Linked DNA regions of Zea mays: all the other regions are linked to region 3. The links are chromatin contacts, called in public Hi-C maps. All regions are on one chromosome and are shown on one strand. Each heading gives the region's core, a stretch centred on a gene start, on an enhancer-like site or on the middle of the called end of the contact. The rest is flanking DNA. Distances are from core to core; before and after follow the strand shown.

Region 1 (2,774 bases), core at 275-2,774, 97 kb after region 3:
TACCTGAGAAAAGATCAACTAGGCAAACTAGTTAGTCCATAAGTTTTGTGTAACACCCAAAATCTTATTTTTGGAATTATAAAGGCTCTCCAAAAGATTAAGCTAAAATGTCTATTTCATTATAATGTATAGAGGAAATAAATAGTGATATTCAAACTTTGGTAGTTCAAAACTTGAAGTTAAAACTTTGAACTGAGATTAAATGAGAAAAATAGAAAGATTCCAAATTGTTTAGGGAGTAAAATTATTCACTATAGTGCCTATGAAGCTATCTCTTAGTAGGAAATAAATTCAGAAATTCGTGCACAAATAAAAACATTTAGAATTATTGCCTACAGAATAATCACCAAAGGATCTAGGATGATATATTCGATTTTTTTTAGATTAGTGTATTTTATGAGTTTCATAGTAAGAGAACGTTTGTTTAATAGCTAAAACAAGATAATAAATAAATAGAAGTAAACTTTACATAACCATGCTGGACTTTTCTTAGCTGTGCATTTTAAATCCAAATTTTATTTGAGTTTGATTCGAAATATGGAAATCAAAATAGAAAAAAAGAAATAAAAAGAAAAAAAACCAAAACAACAAAAAGAAAGGAGAACCATACCTGCGTGGGCCCAAAGCCACGGGCGCGCGGCCCAATTAGCCCCGCGCGGTCGGATTCTATCACGCCCACTCGCACTAGCCACTGCCACATGGGCCCACGCATCAGCCGGAAGCCGCACCTGCGCGTTTGGACTCCCTCACTGACTATTGGGACCCATGTGTCATATTCATCCCCAACCTCACCGTGAACCTCGCAGATGGTTGCAACTAACCCCACGCGCGTGCTCGACCGAATTTGTTGGCGTCAGTTGCGATTTGGTGGGCCCCACGCAGGAGGGATCGTTCGCAGTCCGGCTCCGCATGCGTGTATAAAGGCCGGGGCCATCCTCGCTAACCTCGGCGCCGGTGCGACTGGTCCTGCTCGCCGGGGAACACCGCTGAGATCTATTCAAGCGCTCGCCGCCCTTATGTCCTCTATGCGTGGTCCTGGGCGTTCGGCTGATCGTGTCGCACGTAGGAGGCACATAGCAGGGTGAATATGGAAACCACGGTATCGGCGATTTCTCACCGATGGTCGGACGATGTCGGCGAGCCGAAATCCCATCGCGGACAGACTTCTGCGGAGGCTCCCATCCCTAGTAAGAAGCTTATATCATCTTCTATTAAGCTCTACTTGTGTTGCACCTCCTGCGTTGGGGTTTAGCCGGAGAATCGTGTCGTTGGGATGGGCTCCGGTGGTACGCCACCGCAGGGAAGACATGTGCCACTGTCCTGCCGAGCTGTGGGGGGGGGGGGGGGGGGGGGGGGGGGAGACGGGCCTATGTACGTTGATCACAAAATGAGCACTGGAGATTAGATCTAGTATCACCCCTGCGTCGGTTTGATCTAAACCGGAGATCGGGAGATGGAGGGACGGCGTTAGTATCTAGTTGTTTCAAAATCCGGGCCGTCGATCGCTCGTTGGGCGGCTCGGATTGCATACCGGTTTAGTATATATAACTTCTAATCTGAGCCACCAGAGTCTGATCGGATGGCCCTAGCTCACCCGTACCCCTTCGAGCCGTCTATTTTGCTTAAGAGCCCCTGCAGATCTAGGGTTTTAACATGCCGTCCTTGGCATGTGTAAAATAATTGGGATAGAGTCCAAGATATTTATAAGCTACCCTGTATTCTTTAGAATGGTAACAACAGTCCGTAGCTCTTGTTTTTAGTAAAAAGAATTTTAGAAAATGATTTATAACATAGAAGTAAATCACATAATATTAGAAAAAAATATAAGTTGCACATTTTAACTCCTTTTGATCCATTCCAGTGTGACACCCTAGGTGTCTATTTCGTGTTATGTTGGGAGATTTATCCTAATCTCGGATCCATTCCAGTGTGACACCCTTGGTGTCTATTTCGTGAAATGCTTAAGTGTCCTGATACAAATTGAAACTTGATAACTAAGTCATAATGATTTGAACTTGAGAAATTGGTGATAGTGTCTCTCTATGATTTTGCTTGGTGATTTAGTTAAGTGCTCTTGTGCTAGCAAACTAAAATTACTGCGTGTACAATTTTGGTTGTGCGTGTAATCTAGTTAAGTAAAATATGTGTTTTGTAGAAAAATCATATAGAAAAGTTGTACATAACTTTATTATCTTGCTCGTGTTAAAAATTGACAGCCATAAGTCTGATCGTTTAGAAGCTATGCTTTTCACATGTTCAGTAACTGAATCTGTCCAATTTCAGTACAGATTCCAGAGATTGCATTGTTTGCTTAAGTTCAGTTTAGAATCAGTCCTTATAAATTATGGTCGAGAGGGTTATTGCTTCCAGGATAGATGGTCGAGAGGGTTATTGCTTCCACAGGAGAGGACCAGGAGGAGTAGTGTGGCCAGGCTTCGCCATGTTACTCGGTTTTCTCCGTTAGTTATTTCCGCTGCATTAAAAATTTTGGTTACTGTTTCTGAAACTCTGATAATGTAATCACTAATGATACTTTCTTAATTTATGGTATTATGCTTTATTTTATTTCTCTGTGCCTCACCTTCGAGTGAGCTAGTGGTATTCGATCCTGGATAAGTGGCTTTATCGGACTAGATCCGAGGGACTAACGAGTTATTCCGGTTTAAGTGTGTTGCTACCTTTAAGGGTATGACTTGGCCACTTAAGCTGGAATAATTTGGACGGTTTCGCCATAGCTGGTATCGGAGCGAGTACCACTTCAGAGAAGTCAATAA
Region 2 (3,054 bases), core at 71-2,570, 81 kb after region 3:
AAGCCGATCCTACTTTATTCACGAAGACTATTGATGGACATTTATTTGTATGCCAAATATGTAACACCGAAAATTCCACTTTGGAAATTATAACATCAATAATTAAAAATGTCCCAAAATAAATATATTGCCTAAATAAAAGATTAAAATAAAAGATACTTAGAAATTAAATTATACTTGGTTTATGTGTTAGACTCTTCTTTTGGATTAAATAATTAGAAATATTCTCTAGATATGATGAGATAAGACTATACTTTAGTATCAAAATTATGTAATTGTGTCTTTAAAACATGTGATTTAGATATATAATCACAATAAGATTTCTCATGTGTGATAAAACAAGTGGGATATTTCTTTCATTAACTAGGTAGTTTAAAATATTTAAATAAACACAGTAGAAATAAATGAAAACTTATGCAAAAACATGTTAAAACCCTAGTCCTAAGTATTTTCGAAATTTTAAGTTTAAAGCTTGAATCAAATTGGAATTTGAAAAAACAATAGAAAAAGAAAAAAAAAGAAAAGAGAAACTTATCTCTGCGACTGGGCCGAAATTTCCCCTTGGCCCACTACCATACGCGCGCTCGGCCCAGTTCACCATAACGCCCTGCTACGCGGCCGATTCACACAGCCAGGCTGACTCATGGGTCCGCCTTGTCGGTGACCTTTCGGCCATGCACGTCGATCCGTTGGACGCTGTGATACGGGGCCCTCCTGTCAGCCGTTTCTTCCCCACACAACAGAGCTTCGGGCGCAACAACCTCACCGAGATCCGCTCAACGCAAGCTGGCATTGGATTCTTCCGTGACTGATCTTCTCGGATCGGACTTGCTCCTCCCAACGTCTATAAAGGTCGCCATGGCCCCGGTTTCCATTACAGCCGTCGTGGTGAGCAGATGGGAGCGTGAGGGTGAAGAGTAGCAGCACCACCGCTGGTGTCAAGGCAAGCTTCACCATTGGCCGCGATAAGTCGCTCGGGGGTTTCGTGAAGCTCGGCGGAAGTCTCGGCAGCGTGATTGGTGGCGGCTTTCGGGAGGAACTGGGCAAATTGCTCGTCGGAGCGTGTACCTCGCTGCAAAGCCACGGTCGCTTTGGCCAGCGCGCGCCGTCGTCTATCTCCGGTAGGTGCCCCATTCGTGTTCACATTAATCTCCTCGTCAAATAGCACCGATCGTTCTTGTGTTTGGGGATCTGCTGCCTCGGCGCATGTTCGTCGGCGATGGCGCCGCCGCTGGTGGCCTGTGCGCTGCCGCGGGCTGACCGTGGGTAGGGAGGAAAGCTTCTAGCCGTCGGATGAACGATCAGTGATCAAGAACATAGCTTGGGTAACGTTTCGGCCGGCAGAACGCGCACCGTTGGATTCCGATGAAGTGAACGCGAGTAGTTCTCAGCTATTTAAAATCTGGACCGTTGGTTTTGAATCCTGCAATCCGGATTCAATACTGGATGGTTAAAGTATTAATCTAATCCGGGTCGTCCGGATCGGATCGGGCGGCTGTGTGATGTCCATACCCCTTCGCCGTGGAACTTTGCTAAAGAGCCCCTAACCTTTTGAAAAATAAACCCGCCATCCCTCTCAGGTTTAATTCGATTACGGTTAGATCCCGGGTATTTGCAAATTAGCCCTTATCACCCATAAAACTTCAAAAAATCATAACTTGAACATTTTAACTCCTTTTTGATCCATTCCAATTGCAATAAATCCATAATAATATTGTTTATCTCCTGGTAACTTTATTTTGTTATGAAACATAAATTTAAATTATGTACTTAATTTCTTTTGTACCAAACTCCTAAATCTTTAGAAAATCATAACTTTATAACTGTAACTCCGAATTTAGTGGTTCTCGATCCCACGATCTCGTAGCATCACGTAGGATATTATTATGGAGTTTGTCCTTATGTTTGGTGTGATATTAATTTTGTCTATACCATGTTTGTTTGTATTGCTACTAAAAGGGAATTAGGCATACACCTATTTCCTAATTGATTTTGTTGTTTGAATTGCCCAACACAAATAATTAGACTAACTAGTTTGCTCTAGTCTATAAGTTCTACAGGTGCCAAAGGTTCACAATAAGCCAATAAAAAAACCAAGAAAATGGTTCAAACAAGAGAGCAAGGGACAACCGAAGTGCTCCCTGGTCTGGCGCATCGGACTGTCCGGTGTGCCACCGGACAGTGTCTGGTGCACCAGGGGACTCCAAGCTGAACTCTTCACCTTCGGGAATTCTCGGAGGCGCTTCGCTATAATTCACCGGACTGTCCGGTGCCCCAAGGGAGAGCGACTCTGAACTCGCTAGCTTCGGGAATCCGCTCCGCTAAAATTCACCGAACTATCCGGTGTAACACCGGACTGTCCGGTGAGCCAGCGGAGCAACGGCTACTTCACGCGCAACGGTAGACTGCAACGCATTAAATGCGCGCCTGCGCGCGCAGAGGACAGAGCACGCGCGGGTGGCACACCGGACAGTCTACAGGACTTGTCCGGTGCACCACCGGACAGGCAGGCGGGCCCACAAGACAGAGCTCCAACGGTCGGAACCCAACGGCCAGGTGACGTGGCTGGCGCACCGGACAGTGTCCGGTGGCGCACCGGACTGTCCGGTGCGCCATGCGACAGAAGCCTTCACCAAACGGCTAGTTTGGTGGTTGGGGTTATAAATACCCCCAACCACCCCACATTCAAGTCATCCAAGTTTTTCACCTTCCAACTACTTACAAGAGCTCTAGCATTCAATTCTAGACACACCCAAGTGATCAAATCCTCTCCCAATTCCACACAAAGCTTTAGTGATAAGTGAGAGAGATTTGTTGTGTTCTTTTGAGCTCTTGCGCTTGGATTGCTTCTTTCTTTCATTCTTTCTTGCGAACAACTCAATTGTAACCGAGGCAAGAGACACCAATTGTGTGGTGGTCCTTGCGGGGAAGTTTGTTCCCGTTTGATTGAGAAGAAGAAGCTCACTCGGTCCGAGGGACCGTTTGAGAGAGGGAAAGGGTTGAAAGAGACCCGGTCTTTGTGACCACCTCAACGGGGAGTAGATTTGAGAGAAT
Region 3 (3,005 bases), core at 343-2,842:
TTTTCTATCCATGGAGAGCTATTCTTGACCTTGTCCAAAGGACATTAACTAGTCGTTACTGAGCAGACCAACTAGGCTACTCGTCATAAACCCTCCTGGCCATGGATTTCTTCAAATATCATCGTGCACAAGTTGAATTTTTGGAGCAGTCCACCACTATTTCCTTTGATAGCACATTGTTCGAAACGACGAAACCATTATTAAAATGCCCATACCTTGTCGGAATAGGGTACTCCGGGAAGAGTCCGGCGAGGATGCGGCAGAGCTCGCCGCGGTGCAGGGTGCGCTCGGCGCAGACGTACCGGCGGCCGCCGGCTCCGGGCGCCTCCAGCACCCTGACGTGCGCCTCGGCGGCGTCCCTGACGTGCACGTAGGCGTGCGACTCGTTGACGTACTCCTTTGTCTGTCCCGTGAGGTACTTGAGGATGTGCAGGGTGCTGGTGTTCATACTGGGCTGCAGCAGCTCGCCGAGCACCACCACCGGGATGACCACCGCCAGGTCCAGCCCCCGCGCCCGCGCCGCCTCCCACGCGCCCTGCTCCGCCACCGTCTTTGCGTAGCAGTACCAGTTCTGTGAGAATTCATTCATTCCAACGGCGTCAGGACTCAGGACTGGCCGCGCGCCGGAGCGGGGGTTCTTTCTTTTGTACTAATTGATTCGCAGGCCGGGCGAGAGTTTTTTGTTTACCTCGGTGCTCTTGCAGTACTCGAGGTCGCTCCAGCTGGAGTCGCCGAGCGGGGCGTCGGGGTCGCGGCGCGGGTCCATGTACATGGTGCCGATGGTGGAGGACAGCACCAGGCGCCGCACGCCGGCGTCCGCCGCCGCCTCCACGACGTTCCGCGTCCCGGCGATAATCGGCTCGATGATCTCCTCCTGCAAGCCAGGGGTGAATGAGAAGCTTCAGTTTTAATCCTTGCGCTCTCGTGTTGTACTGCTTCCAAGGAGAGGGCAAGAGGCGAGGTCTCGTCATTGGCGGGCGGGCGGGCGGGCGGCGGTGCTTACGGGGTTGTCGTGCATCGGCGAGGCGGTGTGGATGACGCCGTCGCAGCCGCGGAAGGCGGCGCGGAGGCTGGCGCGGTCGAGCAGGTCCACCTGCAGCATGGTGAGGCGCTCCGCCGCGCCGTCGAGCGCCCACAGGTGCGCGTTCTTGGGGTCAGCAGCTGCGCCGCCAGCCGAGTCGGGATTCGAGAGATCCAGCCGCCGCCACAAGCGACAGCCAAAGACAACCCGTCACGTCAGAGACATTCCGGCGCTTTTGTTGGGATTGCGAGGAGGAGAGGAGACGGAACGGACAACGGAGAGAGAGGGAGGGAGGGGAGGAGCAGGCAGCGACCAGCGCGTACCAACCTTCGCGGCGGGAGGTGCCCCGGACGGCGTACCCGCGGGCGAGGAGGATCTTGACGATCCACGAGCCGATGAAGCCGCCGGCGCCGGTGACGCACACGACGGCGGCCATCGCGCGCTGTCGCCCAGTCCCTTCTTCTTCCTCCTCCTCTCGAGCGTGACGGGCGCCGGGCGGGCGGTGATGCTGGTGCCGGTGCCGGGTGGGTGCGCCGCGCACGGACGGCCGGACGGGTGAATGGGTTCGTCCGAGAGCGGGCTGAGCAAATAGGGGCAAGCATTTATCCGCGGAATCGGGACGAAATGGTACGGTGAAGGGGCGGAAATGGCACAGAACGCGGGTGTCTCAAGGCGGTCGCGGTCGCACCAGGCCGTCATGTGAAACGCGAGTGCTACGACCTTGACGGCGACGAAGACCAACACCACCAGTGGATACCGCGCCTGGTGTGTGTGTCTGTCAACCTTGAATACAAATGCCAACGGCGAACCGTCATCCCATTATCATTTTCTGCCTATTGTGTTAAACGTGTGGTACAGGTAATAGTGCAGGAAGCCGTCTCTAATCTCTTGTTTATGACTGCCAGTGCCACCAGCCACCAGCAGCTGTTTCTGTACTGCTGGTAATAGTACTAGCAATAATAATCACGCTGAAAAAATGGTGCCCTGCAAGCACAGCAGGGATCACGTGCCCGGACACGTCGCAGTTGTTTGGTGGGGCTCCGCTCATGCCACTTGCCAGTGTCGTGCGGGGTCGGTGAAAGGGAGGGAAACGTCGCGGCCTTGTGCGACGCGCTGAAGGATCGGAGCCACCAGTGGCCAGTGGGTGATGCATCGCTGGGCCCTCGACGTCCACGTCGGCACGAATCCTCGGTGCCTGCCGACGCAAATCTTTGCTAACTCCAAAACATCTAAACTGATAGACTTTTGTTACCTACAATCCTATGTTTCTGATTCGGTTTTCTAAAACAAAATACAGATACATCCTATATTATATTAGTTGGCAGAGGTTCATATCATATCAGGACAGGGAAGGCGGAGAGGATCATATCATATCAGTGAGGAAGCACACGGCGAGAAGACGCGGGAAACCACTGCTACGGACGCACGCGAATGGATTAGGGAGAGTCCTGGTTCCCGCAAATATGCAGGAGGGAAGCTATCGATGCGGGGGAAGCGAAAAAATGGGAAAACAATAGGCGTCTGTTGGAGAGGAGTTATCGTCCTTTTTTCTTAAAAAATATTTTGAGGTTGTTTTAGCATCTCTTTTGGATTTTCTCTAATACCCATCCATTTTTGGATACTCATTACATCCTTTGCGTACCCACCCAAAAATACATCTTCTATTTGACTACCATTATCTCTAACAATAACCATCTAGACCGAATTTTTTACATTTTGGTCCTTTCTCGGAAAAAAATCACGTTTAGACACTAGAAAATTTTAATGTCATTTTTGGACCCTTTGCTCGGCGCCGTAGCCTATGGCGCCGAGGTAACACAGCTCGACGCCATAGGCTATGGCGCCGAGGTACGTGCTGCGCTGGCGACGTGATATCGAGCTCGGCGCCATAGATCTTGGCGACGAGCTTAGTTGTGTACATGAAACTTGTCTAGCTCAGTCGGTAAAGCACAAGTGGTTGTGGGTTCGAGCCACACAGTGGATG

What was found. A called contact is a pair of places that touch in the nucleus more often than the background predicts.
Region 1: a contact with region 3 is called in a Hi-C map of leaf, with 4 times the contacts expected there. The contact joins the enhancer-like site here to the promoter of LOC100285564 in region 3. A contact is called at or near these places in 4 of 25 Hi-C or Micro-C datasets (leaf and leaf mesophyll).
Region 2: a Hi-C map of endosperm shows a contact between it and region 3, with 5 times the contacts expected there. The contact joins the enhancer-like site here to the promoter of LOC100285564 in region 3. A contact is called at or near these places in 7 of 25 Hi-C or Micro-C datasets (bundle sheath, endosperm, leaf and 2 more).

The regions. Positions count from the first base shown.
Region 1 is chr5:94,365,986-94,368,759 of Zm-B73-REFERENCE-NAM-5.0, reverse strand. No RefSeq gene overlaps it. Among protein-coding and RNA genes, the nearest start is that of LOC100191856, 70 kb to the right of the region's middle. Within about 2 kb of position 1,524, at least 17 of the 20 cell types and tissues checked have an H3K27ac peak or open chromatin away from gene starts, as enhancers often do. A contact at or near this core is called in leaf and leaf mesophyll, where this site is marked.
Region 2 is chr5:94,381,852-94,384,905 of Zm-B73-REFERENCE-NAM-5.0, reverse strand. No RefSeq gene overlaps it. Among protein-coding and RNA genes, the nearest start is that of LOC100285564, 81 kb to the left of the region's middle. Within about 2 kb of position 1,320, at least 17 of the 20 cell types and tissues checked have an H3K27ac peak or open chromatin away from gene starts, as enhancers often do. A contact at or near this core is called in bundle sheath, endosperm, leaf and 2 more, where this site is marked.
Region 3 is chr5:94,462,700-94,465,704 of Zm-B73-REFERENCE-NAM-5.0, reverse strand. LOC100285564 (dihydroflavonol-4-reductase) reads right to left here and starts at 1,592. Exons shown (of 6, transcript NM_001158455.2): 1 at 1,349-1,592; 2 at 1,004-1,161; 3 at 689-874; 4 at 216-571. The coding sequence starts at 1,457. The region is part of intron 4 of LOC118472037 (a long non-coding RNA gene); the gene reads left to right.